Regions from separate parts of the Macaca mulatta genome. Here region 2 is linked to region 1. A link is a contact called in public Hi-C data. All regions are on one chromosome and are shown on one strand. The core of a region is the stretch at or near the end of the contact, and the rest is flanking DNA. Distances in the headings are between cores, read along the strand shown.

Evidence for each region. A called contact is a pair of places that touch in the nucleus more often than the background predicts.
Region 2: a contact with region 1 is called in a Hi-C map of fetal cortex germinal zone, with 3 times the contacts expected there. The contact joins the promoter of SIX1 here to the promoter of SIX6 in region 1. A contact is called at or near these places in 2 of 14 Hi-C or Micro-C datasets (fetal cortex germinal zone and fetal cortical plate).

Annotation. Positions count from the first base shown.
Region 1 is chr7:133,622,435-133,628,458 of T2T-MMU8v2.0, forward strand. It overlaps SIX6 (SIX homeobox 6), which reads left to right and starts at 3,365. Exons shown (of 2, transcript XM_015143827.3): 1 at 3,365-4,187; 2 at 5,294-6,024. The coding sequence starts at 3,616. The coding sequence ends at 5,462.
Region 2 is chr7:133,780,121-133,786,144 of T2T-MMU8v2.0, forward strand. It overlaps SIX1 (SIX homeobox 1), which reads right to left and starts at 2,895. Exons shown (of 2, transcript XM_001096585.5): 1 at 1,837-2,895. The coding sequence starts at 2,396. It overlaps LOC144330267 (a long non-coding RNA gene), which reads left to right and starts at 5,180. Exons shown (of 2, transcript XR_013396292.1): 1 at 5,180-6,024.

The DNA.
Region 1 (6,024 bases), core at 2,115-4,614:
GAACCCAGAGGTAAGAAAGTATTGACTTCTAAGCACTGCTCTCCTCTGGCAAATGTGAGCTACTGGTCGGCAGAGTGTAACAAGAATTCCACCTGTCCTCTACTCTAGAGAGGAAAATCAGTAGGGGCAGAGCGAGGAGTGAGATCCCCATATGTGCAGAAGTCCCACACTGAACTCCGGATATTTCTGGCATGAGCCTCAGAATTCCCTGGGGCACACTGCCTAAATCCAGCAGCAACAGTTAGCTACAGAACCTGCCCTTGGACATCATCTTCTACATGCTTTTTTCTCCATATTTGCCCCACAAAATGCAACTCTAGAGAAAGCTGAGTAGACGTCTATGGATTCCCGGCAAGACCCGAGAGTTTGTCCAAGACCTCATGTCTCAATCTACTAGCTGCAAACTAGCGGTAGAAAGTTGCAAAACCACCCAGACAGGCCCAAGGCCAAGTGCTGCCACTGTACTTTCTTGATTTCCTGGTCAAATGCAAAGGAAAAATGAAATGTGGGATAAGAAGTGAGGGGTTGCCTGGAGGGCTGGCACAAAACCTCAAAACTGGTAAAAGAAAAAAAAAATTACACCCTTCCGTAAAATTAAGAAAAGCCAGCCCGAAGATACAGTTTTCGTCTGGCAAACCTAGGAGAAGTACACCTTAAGGGTGGGGTGAGGGTCACCGCCTTCCCCCAAACAGGGTTATTTCTAAGGAATCCCGTGAAGCTTCCCTCTTTCCCAGGGGGCTCGGCTCACATACTTCTTCCTGTTCGTCCCTTCCCCTTGTGAAGCCGGGGAACAAATAAGTGATTCCAAGGTGCCCTGGCGCAGTCTATTTCCTTTGGGTTAATAAAATTAAATCAAGTCCCTTGCGATGGCGAAGATGGATCTCCTGATAGTAGACCCCGATCTCCAGGCGCTTCTCAGTCCCTTCCTGCCGAGCGACCAGACAGTGCTCGGACTCTGCCACAGGCAGCCCGCACCCTTCTGGCGGCTCCCGCGCGGCCAACTCAGACTCTTAGTTCCAGTTGCCCGCAAGCCTCAGAAGCCAAAGCACCCTCATCTAATTATCTGCAGAACTATTATCCAAGAAATGGGCCATAGGATAAATATTCCCATTTCCTGGATGGGGCCCCTAGACTGTCGACTTGCTCACAAAGATTAAGGGTAAGAAACCAGCTCTCCCCGAAAGTACCGCTTCCAAACTGTCCAGCAAAAGGGCGAGGGGGACGTGTGGTCTCCTGGGGCATGGACAATCTCTCCCACCTCAGCAACTAGGCGCTGGGATCTGGGTCGGCTCTCGGCTTGGCTCGCAGGCTGTAAGGTCTCCGAGGACCCCACCACCTCGTCTGCATGCGAAGGGTGCGCGCCAAACAATTTCGTGAGCAATAGCCCGCAGAGGAACCATCCCGAGAGGGAAAATAAACCTCTGCAAACTGGAGCAAGGGGGTGCTTTCCTTCCCTGGCCAGAAGCTCCGGGATCGCAGCCCTCCCGGGTCCGGCTTCATCCCTGCCCGGCCCCCTCCCAGGCCCTCATTTTCTGCACCACGGATTCTCCTCCGCCTGCATGTTCGGGGCCCTTGTACGCGATGTTTCTTTTTAAAAGTTGTCCTGCCAGCTGATTCAAAAGTCGCTCCAAGGGAAATAAGGTTTATGCTTTGTCATTATCTTCATCGCCCTCTTTGTTTTGCCCCTGCCCTGTCGTATTTCAAGAAAATGAACTCTTAGAAAAGAAAGCCTCTCCGTTGAGGCGGTTGGCAATCTCACAGAAATGATGTAAATGGTTTCAGGGCTTTTTTCTTCCCCTCTGCTATTTTTTTAGAGTGAACTGTGAAGATCTGTGAAAATAATATCAGGGTTTTCCGTCAGAACGAGCTTTGCCCTGCACTCAGGCGTGGCGTGATCTGACCCGACACCTCCAACCATCTGTGCTATCTATCTGCCTTCTGATTTACCAGATCTGTACAAGCCGCATACAAATTGTACTTGATACTAAAGAAAAGACAGTCGGGCCCAGTCCAGTTCGGCGGTGAACATTCTCATCTCATTTCTGTCTAGGGATGGACCTCCCCAAAACTGTTTTCCTGGCGTTTTTGTTATACAGCCCCCTACCAGTTATTTTTTTCAGACTAAACAAACCCTTACCACAGGACCGGATGAGATCATGGTTTCTTTGACCCAGGCCTCAGAAAATGGTACGATGTGGACTGCCAATTGGGAATCAATAAAAGTTGCCAATTCACTCTACTAGCCCAAAGTCAGAGACACCAAGTCACTCCTTCCTCACTACAGGAGGGGTCAGTGCTCAGAGGCTTAAGAAGCGCTTTCTAGGCCCCCGCATTGTAGTGGATTCCTTTCTGTATTGTATTTTTACTGAATTGCTTTTGGGCTAAAATGCCAAGGTTAGAATTGTTATCCCCAGCTCAAGAGGTATATGTTCTAACACAAGGTAGGGGCAAAATAAGCCTGCAAGGAAAGGAGTTAAGTCGATATTTTTTAAAAGATATCGGAAATAAGCTTTTAAGTTGCTGTCCTGACCTACCAATGACTTCTCAGCTCTAGATGTGGCTATACTGCACATTTGTTCAAGCCCATTAAACTGGGGGAGGGGGAGAAAGTATATTTATCCTCTTTATTTGGAGGTCCCTAGAGCCCACCCTTCTTTTCTTAAAGTGTCTGACTTCGTGGTCTGCATCTGCGTTATCAGACGTGAACATGTCCTTGTTCTCATTTAAAATTTTAGTGGGCTTTGAAGGGAATAAGGCTAGAGTTCAAACTGACCTCTTCTACAGATCCCTGGTCCTGTTCCTGCTGCTCCAGATTTGCTTCCCACTCAGCTGCTTTGGCAACTGGAAACGGGAAGAGGGAGGCATGTAGAGATGGGTACTTGGGAAAAAATGAGAAGATCGCTTCCCCTCACCTGCTTCCTGCTCCCACCGCAAGGTTTGCTGTTTTGCTACAACTAAACTTGCGAATTCTCGGAGCATTTCAGTTTGGCTCAGTCCTCTTTGTCCTCTGGAGACCTCTCGACCGAGACAACGCATCGCCCCAAAGTGAATTCCTGAATTCCTGTAGCATCACTGCTTCTTTGGTGGGAAAGGGGAGGGAGGGGTAGAGTGGGGTGGGGGAGGGAAGAAGAGTGAATTCTGCCGCACTCGCCTCTCTTTTTCTCCCAGACACTCGCATGTCTTTTCAACCTCCAGGTTCTGCAAAATACTGAGGAAAAGTCCAGGGACTAACGGCGGGCGCTGTCGAGCACGGGGAGGTGCTGAAACAGTCGTGGCTTGCTGGTCCAAGCTTTGATTGGCAGAGCCAGCCGGTGACTGACAAGGGGTCTCCATGGCGCCCGCGCCGTCAATCCGCCCACCCCAGTAGCGGAGCCAGCTCTCCTGCCCGCGTGCTTGAGCCGAGCCGAGCCCGAACCTGGAGCCGAGGAGCCAGCACCTCCTCCAGTCAGGGCCGCCCGCTCCCGGCCGTTGCGCCACCGCCGCCACCAGTCGTGTGTCCCCGCTGCCCCAATCCGCCTCATCGACAAGAGCCTGGCGCACTCAGCCAGGCCCGCGGGCATCTGCTGCGTGTCCCGCTCCGGGCTCAGTGCCCTCGCCGCTGCCGGAGCTGCCTCGATGTTCCAGCTACCCATCTTGAATTTCAGCCCCCAGCAAGTGGCCGGGGTATGCGAGACCCTGGAAGAGAGCGGCGATGTGGAGCGCCTGGGTCGCTTCCTCTGGTCGCTGCCCGTGGCCCCTGCGGCCTGCGAGGCCCTCAACAAGAATGAGTCGGTGCTGCGCGCACGAGCTATCGTGGCCTTTCACGGTGGCAACTACCGCGAGCTCTACCATATCCTGGAAAACCACAAGTTCACCAAGGAGTCGCACGCCAAGCTGCAGGCGCTCTGGCTTGAAGCACACTATCAGGAGGCTGAGAAGTTGCGTGGAAGGCCCCTGGGGCCGGTGGACAAGTACCGAGTAAGGAAGAAGTTCCCGCTGCCGCGCACCATTTGGGACGGCGAACAGAAGACACACTGCTTCAAGGAGCGCACGCGGCACCTGCTACGCGAGTGGTACCTGCAGGATCCATACCCTAACCCCAGCAAAAAGCGTGAGCTCGCCCAGGCAACCGGACTGACTCCCACGCAGGTGGGCAACTGGTTCAAAAACCGCCGACAAAGGGACCGAGCGGCTGCAGCCAAGAACAGGTCGGTACCTACAGGCCTCCGCGATTTGGGCGCACCGGGGAGGAGGCGGGTGGAGGCACCTCTGGCGCCGTTACCCAGTCCCTGGCGACTCCAATTCAGCAGGAGTTGGGAGCGCGGTCTGTCTCGGGTTAAGAGACCACTTGCGTTCTGGGTTTCTGGAGTTCCCTTCCCGGCTCTGCTTCCCCACCCACTGGTTCTCCACGCCTCCGGGCAGCTGCAGCAGCTGGTCCCGGTCACCAAACCAAGGCTTCACTGGGACGGAGAGGGGAAGAGAAACAAAAATTAAAATCCTACAATTAGAGACCCCAAGACCCAAAGCTAATTCTTGTTAGCCTGGGCACAGGCTCCTACTATTAATGGAAGCCTGACTTATTAGCAGTGTGTCGGTTTCATGTTAATTATCATTTTCAAAGCCCAGGTGCATCCCTCCGTAATGCTTTGAAAACAGTTTTCAATGCACTTTTGAGAAATAGGAAGTCGAGTTTTCCTCTTCCCATGCGCTGCCTGCCACCCTTGTCTCAAAACAGCAAACTAGTCGATGGGCCGAGGCTTTTCATTTCCCGGAGTGTGGATCTCGATGAGCCAAACATTTTGCGGAAGAGCACAGCCTCATCCCCCAGGCCCAAATGCTTCTTACAATCCTTTTTCCCTTTAGGTCGGGCCGACCCGATCCAACGCGATCGCGGGAGCACTGACTCAGGCGTACGCCCCAGGCAGACGCACCATTAGAAATGGAATCCCATGTCCCCGGGACCGATTTGTCCTTGTCACCCACGCTTCGTTTATTTCCTGACAGTCCTGTTTATCTCCCAAAGGTGGACAACAAATGGGGAGGACCCTGCAAGCCCAGTATACCAAAGACCTGGGAGCTGGGGCGCTGAGAAAGGGCGCGAATGATGGTGGGGCACAACAGTAGGGGCCCGCGGAGGGGCGGCCGCGGACTCCTGCCCGACCTCTAACGCCTTGCCGGGAAATCCTCGCCTTAACTGCTCGGGTCTACGGAAGAGCCTCTGGCCGCCGGGCTGGAGGGACACAGGAGGTGGTGGGGGCGGGCGACGGGCGGCTGTGTTACGAGCTGTGACCCGTGTTCCCTTTCTTCCCCGTAGACTCCAGCAGCAGGTCCTGTCACAGGGTTCCGGGCGGGCACTACGGGCGGAGGGCGACGGCGCGTCAGAGGTGCTCGGCGTCGCCGCCAGCCCGGCCGCCAGTCTATCCAGCAAGGCGGCCACTTCAGCCATCTCCATCACGTCCAGCGACAGCGAGTGCGACATCTGAGTTGCCCATCCAGGATGCTAAGAAGCAGATTCCAGTGTAAAAACGAGAAAAACAAAATGGAAGAGGTAAAGAAGATGAGAGACCTGCAAATCCAGCGCCAGAGAAGCCAGATGACCAGGGACCCGCGCGCTCGGGTTTGCCATTTCCGGCCCCACACCGCGGACAGCCTGGCTCCACTGGCGCTCTTTGGCCGCGACCACGGGAACCCGCGGTGAGGCCTGACCCAGCACCACGTTCTTCTCGCTTTGCTTTGTCCTAAGGATTTTGCTGCAAAGTCGCCTTCGGAACCGAACTGCAAGCTGAGCGCCTGCCCAGATTCTCCCATGGGTATTTCACGTCGAAAGGACGCTGTTATATATGTATAACTTTTGCTTTAAAGTTTTTTTTTTAACAAAACATATATATGCTGTTTATTTACTTATTTAAGAGACCACCATGGTAGGTTTCTCTGTAGCTTGGGGAACTTGCTGTTTCTAAACATGCAGGCTGGTGCTGATGGGTTCTGTGTGGAGAAGCCAAACAATAAAACAACCTAGTGGGCAACCTTCTTAATTAAGGGAGC
Region 2 (6,024 bases), core at 1,645-4,144, 160 kb after region 1:
AGAGCTACAGACAGAGCCTCCTGTTAGGAGCCAGGTCCTTTTCTCTTTCAGATTTCAGAAAGCGATAGATTAGCAGGATTTATTTGAAACATACAAAATATATGTTTTAAATTTTGTTCAAGCAGTTACATTTAAATACATATCAACTAGCACCATATTTAAATGTAACTAACTTTGAAAATCTTTCAATAGATATTGGTGATAAAGAAATGATAGAGGACAGAGTCCAATGCACAAATGTTTGGGGTGAATCAAGTCCATTGCCTTGTTCCCATATGAGGAGACAAACATCCCGTTTTCCTGCCCCAGCCCAGAGTTGGTGGTTTTGGAGACACAGGACAGGTCATGGGAAGTGGTGCCCAGAGCGGCCCAGTGACCTGAGTAAACACAGGGAGCGCAGCCAGTCTCTCTGATTTCATCTGGAGTCGGCCCTCGGGCCTGGCTTATAGGACGGCCGTTTTGCAACTAAAGGCTAACTGCAACCCTACAATCCCCGATCCTGTGTTACTTGCTAACCCTTCAGCCCCTCGTGTCCCCCTCTCAAACTTCCTACCAACACCCACCCTAACCCATCCTTTCTGGGCAGGGGAAACTTCGCCGCCCGGCACAGGCTGCCAGCGGGCGCCGCGCTCTGGGGCGTCAGTCCCGGCACTCGGTGCCGGTTAACTTCAGGATTCGCTTCCCTTGCCGCTTCCGCCTTCCGAGTGCTCGCGGGTCCTCCCGACTCCTCGCGCCTGTCTCCTCCTTTCTTTCCCCTTATCCTCACAGTCTCTGTCTCCCGGCAAGCCCATTTCAGCAGAATTTATCCTGGCTCTGGTTTTCCACTAAGCAAGAAAGGAAGCAAGATCTTCCGCCCCCAGTCTTGGAAGCGAACAAAGGAAAACCTAAGCGGCCCCTGCGCTCAGATTTCCCCCCAACTCTTTGGCTTCGCAGAGCGCTCTCCCCGCCACAGCCACCTCCCCACCGTTCTTCCGAATCTCTGTCGGAAACTCTACAGAGAACAGAAGGAGCCTGGCCAGGTGGCCGAAGGTGTTGCCCTGAGGTGGGGGAAGGTAGAGACCAATTTTGAAAACATTGCCTTATGAGCTCCAGTGCGAGAGAAGGCTGCGAATGGAGACCCTTTCCTCGTCTGGGCAGGCAGCGCGTTCAGCCAGACCGACGGGCTGCAGTGCCGGGCCACGCGCGAGCGAGCACGACGAGGATCAACCCTTTCTTAATTTGGGGCGCCGGGGAGTAAATGCAGCGCCAACTCTCTCCAGAGCTCTCTTTTTGGTGTGTTTTTAAAAGACCCCGCCCTTTGTCCAGCTACTGAGAAATGAAGCAGGCGACCCCTAATCCAAAAGACTATCGAGAGCGAGCGGTGGAGAACCCGCAAGGAGTGGGGGCAGAGCCAATGTCTCAGACCAGCTTCACCCCTCTGGGGAGCGAAGAGGAGAGAGGTTCGCTAACCTCAGCTCCCACCGAACTCCTTTCCTTGCGACGCCAATCAACACTTCATTGCCCGTTGATTTAGAAACTCACTCTCCACCCACCACTCCAAGCCGCGGCCAGCCAGGGAGGCATGAAAACCAAACCTAGCGCCAATATTTCCCGAAACTCACATCCCAGAGAAACCCACGCGCGGGTGCTCAAAGCAAATGAGGCCCCATTCTTAGCAAGGAACCTCAGAGTTCATGAACTTTCTCTGCAGCGCTGCGGAGGCCTGCGCGCCGCCCCGTGGACGGGCTTCGGCCGGCCAGGAGGACTTGGTGGCTGGTGCCTGCGGGGGCGGGAGGGGGCGAAGGGGAAAGGAAGGCTTCCTGGGGTCGCCCGAGTCGCGGGAAGCACGCCGCGTACCTTTCCTTGGCCTCCGCGGCCCGGTCTCTTTGCCTCCGGTTCTTAAACCAGTTGCTGACCTGCGTGGTGGTGAGGCCGGTAGCTTCGGCCAGCTCCCGCTTCTCGCGCGGCGAGGGGTAGGGATTGTGAGCGTACCACTCCCGCAGGACACCCCTCGACTTCTCCTTGAAGCAGTAGCTGGTCTCCTCGCCGTCCCAGATGGTGCGCGGCAGTGGAAATTTTCGGCGCACCCGATATTTGCCCACGGCGCCCAGGGGTCGGCCGCGCAGCTTCTCGGCCTCCACATAATGCGCCTTCAGCCACAGTTGCTGCAGTTTGGGGTGGTTGTGAGGCGAGAACTGGTGGCTCTCCAGGATCTTGTAGAGCTCACGGAAGTTGCCGCGGTGGAAGGCGACCACCGCCTTGGCCTTGAGCACGCTCTCGTTCTTGTGCAGGTGGTCGCAGGCGGGCAGTGACCACAGGAACCTACCCAGGCGCTCCAGGTTTCCGCCTTGCTGCAGAACCTCGCACACGCATGCCACTTGCTCCTGCGTAAAGCCAAACGACGGCAGCATCGACATGGCTGGGGCCTGCCGGGGCGCAGGGCCCAGGCGCACGCGGCAGGGAGCAGAGCCGAGAGGCAGGGGGCGGCGGCCGCAGGGAGGGGGCGCGGCTGTTCCTAACCTCCTCCTTAGGCTTTGCAAAGGCGAAAACCCGAGTCAGAACTTGGAGGTGGGCAGCCAAGCAAGAGAAGGCGGAGGAGTAGGGTACGCTCTGAACATGGAACCGCCGGCGCACTCAGTAGCCTTTAGGGCCTTGCTGCCTCCGACCTCCCGCCCGGTGGATGCTGCTAGTTGCCGGGGAACTTGGTTTCTGTTCTCCCCGCAGCGGCCTTAAAGCTCGCAGCGTCCCCGGCACGCTGATTGGCTGCGGGCGGCGCCTATCCCGGGCTGGCCAGCCAGCGCGCCGCCCGGCTGGGCAGAGAGGCCGCACCGCCCATCGAGGCCGCACCGCCCAGCGCGGGGAGGGCGAGGCTGAGGAGCTGGGGGTTGGGGGTGTTGCCGGGGCTGCGCAGGGAGGGAGTGGTGGGAGGAGAAGGAAGAGGAAAGGTGGGAAGCCAGTTGGGGTCTGAGGGAGCTGCGCTGCGGAGGTGTGGGGAGATAGAGAGTGGGTGAGCGCGTCAGGACCCTGCAGCGCGGGACCCGTCACCAGTATCACCTAAGGGGAGTCGCGCAAAACTCCGCACAAATCAATTACTCCAAACCTTAATTCCTCCCCTCTCCCTCCGTACTCTTGCTTTCATCCCTTACAAACTTGCCCTTTCCCGGTGAGCTCATATTTAATTACTTTAATGTTGGAATGAATAAATAATGGATTGATGAATAGCTTATGGAACGCGATAAATAATTCAAGAGCAGACCTGGGTCTCCGCATGCAGCCTCTGGAGCAGTGGCTTCTCTTCGGGTTGGCTTCAGCTCGAGAAGCCAACCCTATTTCCTTCCCCCTCCCCCCACCAACTCCCACTGTCCTCCCCCAGCTGCCGCACACCACCCTCCAAAGGGCACAAGTACTCCCAGTCGGACAGCGTTTCCCTCATTCACAAAGGACGTCCATGATTTGAGACCAGGCAAAGAGGTGTTTCGGGCATACTTGCTGAGCACCTAGAGACTCCGAGCGTTCATTTGTGATTTGGTATCTTAATGTTCTGCGGTTGAAACCAGCAGGTTCCTGAAGCTTCTAGACTCAATTTCCCCCATCTGTGCTGTTGCGTTTTCCAATGCCACTTCTGCTACTGAGGAATGCCGAGAAGCTTTACTTGCTATTAGCAAAAAATGCTTTGGGAACCTCGTACGAAAGGCGCTGGATGTGGTGTAAATTAAATAAAATTGTGCCCGGCTCCAATAACCGTCCGGTTGTAACATAATCCTTACCCTGCTCTGAGAGGGACACTGCCCTCAAAGCGAGGACGACAGCGGCTCCAAGAAGATTAAATAAAGAGGGGTGTGTGTGTGTGTGTGTGTGTGTGTGTGTGTGTGTGTGTGTGTTGCAATGCTGGCCTATTTTGCTGCCAAGGAATGAGAGATGTACTGCAATTTAAGTCCCATCATCTGCTGTTTTGTTTATGTGTGGAGAATGCTTAGTAAAACTGCACAAACAAATGAAGTTGTAATTATCTTAAGCCTCATTTGCACACCTGGTTCCAAAGCAATTATTAAAAAGATTTTGAAGACAATTAGCCTCTCTAAACAAAGATAATCTATTGTCGGTAGCTGAGACCAGCAGGAGATAAGAACAATGCGTGGAGATAAGGGAAGCCAAATGGTGGAAGGAGAGTGACTTTATGACTATACTTATCTCTGATTAGATAAGTTCAAAACAGAATTCTAAGTACACTTCAAAAATGCTTTTGATTTCAATGTGCCCTCTTAGTGAGTGGTGAAGAACAAACTGTAGGCTCCTTAAACTAGCTTGTCTTCTTTAAATATGTTTTGATTCCTTTAGTCAAAGAGCCCAGCACCACAGAACCTTCTGCATATTGAGATGCAAGTGGGAGAAGGAGAAGCAGTGTCTGGGTTTCCCCTTTTATTATTAATATGGTTTTAAAATGATGCACCCAGTACAGTGCACCCTGCAACATACATTCTAAACTCATATAGGGTTCCCACCTCAGGGTTGCCACATGGGAGATTCCAAGTAGACAGGAAGCTGCTTCTCTGCTGAACATAATGCTTTCTGCATCCTGGAAACTCTTGCTTATTCCATGCAATTAGATCTTGGAAGCAGATGCTTATATTTCATTACCTTAGGCTTTTAAAAAAAATGCATTTAATGGGTGTGCATTCTTTCAAAAGAGCCTCTGCCATATAGTATGCCCAATGACTTTCTAAACTGGAAGCCTGGCACTGTTAAACCCAGAGCCACCTCTGGTAATTTCCCCTCACTGTCTCATTTTAGTGCTTATGATGTTTCACATGAAGTCTTAAGGAGCTGCAGTGTCCTCCCAGAAGGAATGTCTCTGCTTGAAACAGTCCTTATTGACATGGCAGCTGTGTGAGGACCGGAACGGAGGCTTAAACCCGGCTCTAAAAAATCAGTTAATACCCTAAAGTCTGGAGCAAGTGCGCACAATTACAAGGAGGGGAGGGTCTTTAAGCACAACCACGTCTCTTGAAAGACAAACAGTATGTTGAGTATGAGGTCTGATTTGTAATTAACAATTCTGTATAAGGAAATGAGGCATAGCCTGGACAAATAAGGGCAGGTATACATTTACAGAGGATGACAGAGAGCAGAGAGATGGCAATTAGACACGAATAGGACCACCTTCCCCCCCACCCCACCCCGGCTTCCTCCAGACCTACCTGCCTATTTCTTTTTACTTGTCTTCAAAAGGAACCAGGACGTACTATATATTGCCGTCAACTGGGAAAACGACGTGTAGAAGCTGTGATTGCGGGAACCCGGGTAGAAGAGAAGAGGTGCTCTTCCTCGGAGGCCGTGACTGGGCCCGCCAACATTTTTCCTCCCGCTTAATCCAATAGATCGAGTAACTGGAAATGGAAAGTGCTCTGCGCTTTATACCAAGGAGTCTACCTGCTATTTCGATCCCTCGGTTAGGGGAACCAATTGTTATAAATGTTAATTATTGGCTCGGATATATAAGGTTTCCCAAATGGAATCTTTTACTGAAAATCACTAAAAAAGATAAAATGACATGAATTTACAAACCACCTAAACCAAATGATCCATTTAAAATCGCACGCAGAAAGGTTTGAGTTGTTCTGGTAACATAAAACCTTTGCTGTCAATGCAAATCGCACGAAAAGCAGAGATGCGTTGGAGATTTAAAGGAAACAAGCAACTCTAGCCAGCGGCTGCTGCCCTCGCCGCAGCGCGGCTTGGGAGAGAACACCGCTGGCAAGGAGCGCCCGATGCTAGGTTTCGGCTCTCCAGTGCCTCCTCTGTGCAGGTAACGGCCGCGTGCGCATAATTAGTCGACAAAAAAGCATTCAATGGGACAGCATTAGCAGTTGCTAGGGTTTCTCAGCTGGGTTCACATAGGCCTTGATGCAAACACTCCTAGCTGGGACCTACTTGTTTCCCTTCTGGCTTGGAGCAAGATACTTTGGGGCTCCCGGGCAGCTTTGTTGTAATTCTTTCACCATCCAGAACGACGGTGAGGATCCTACTCTACCTACAAATATTTGG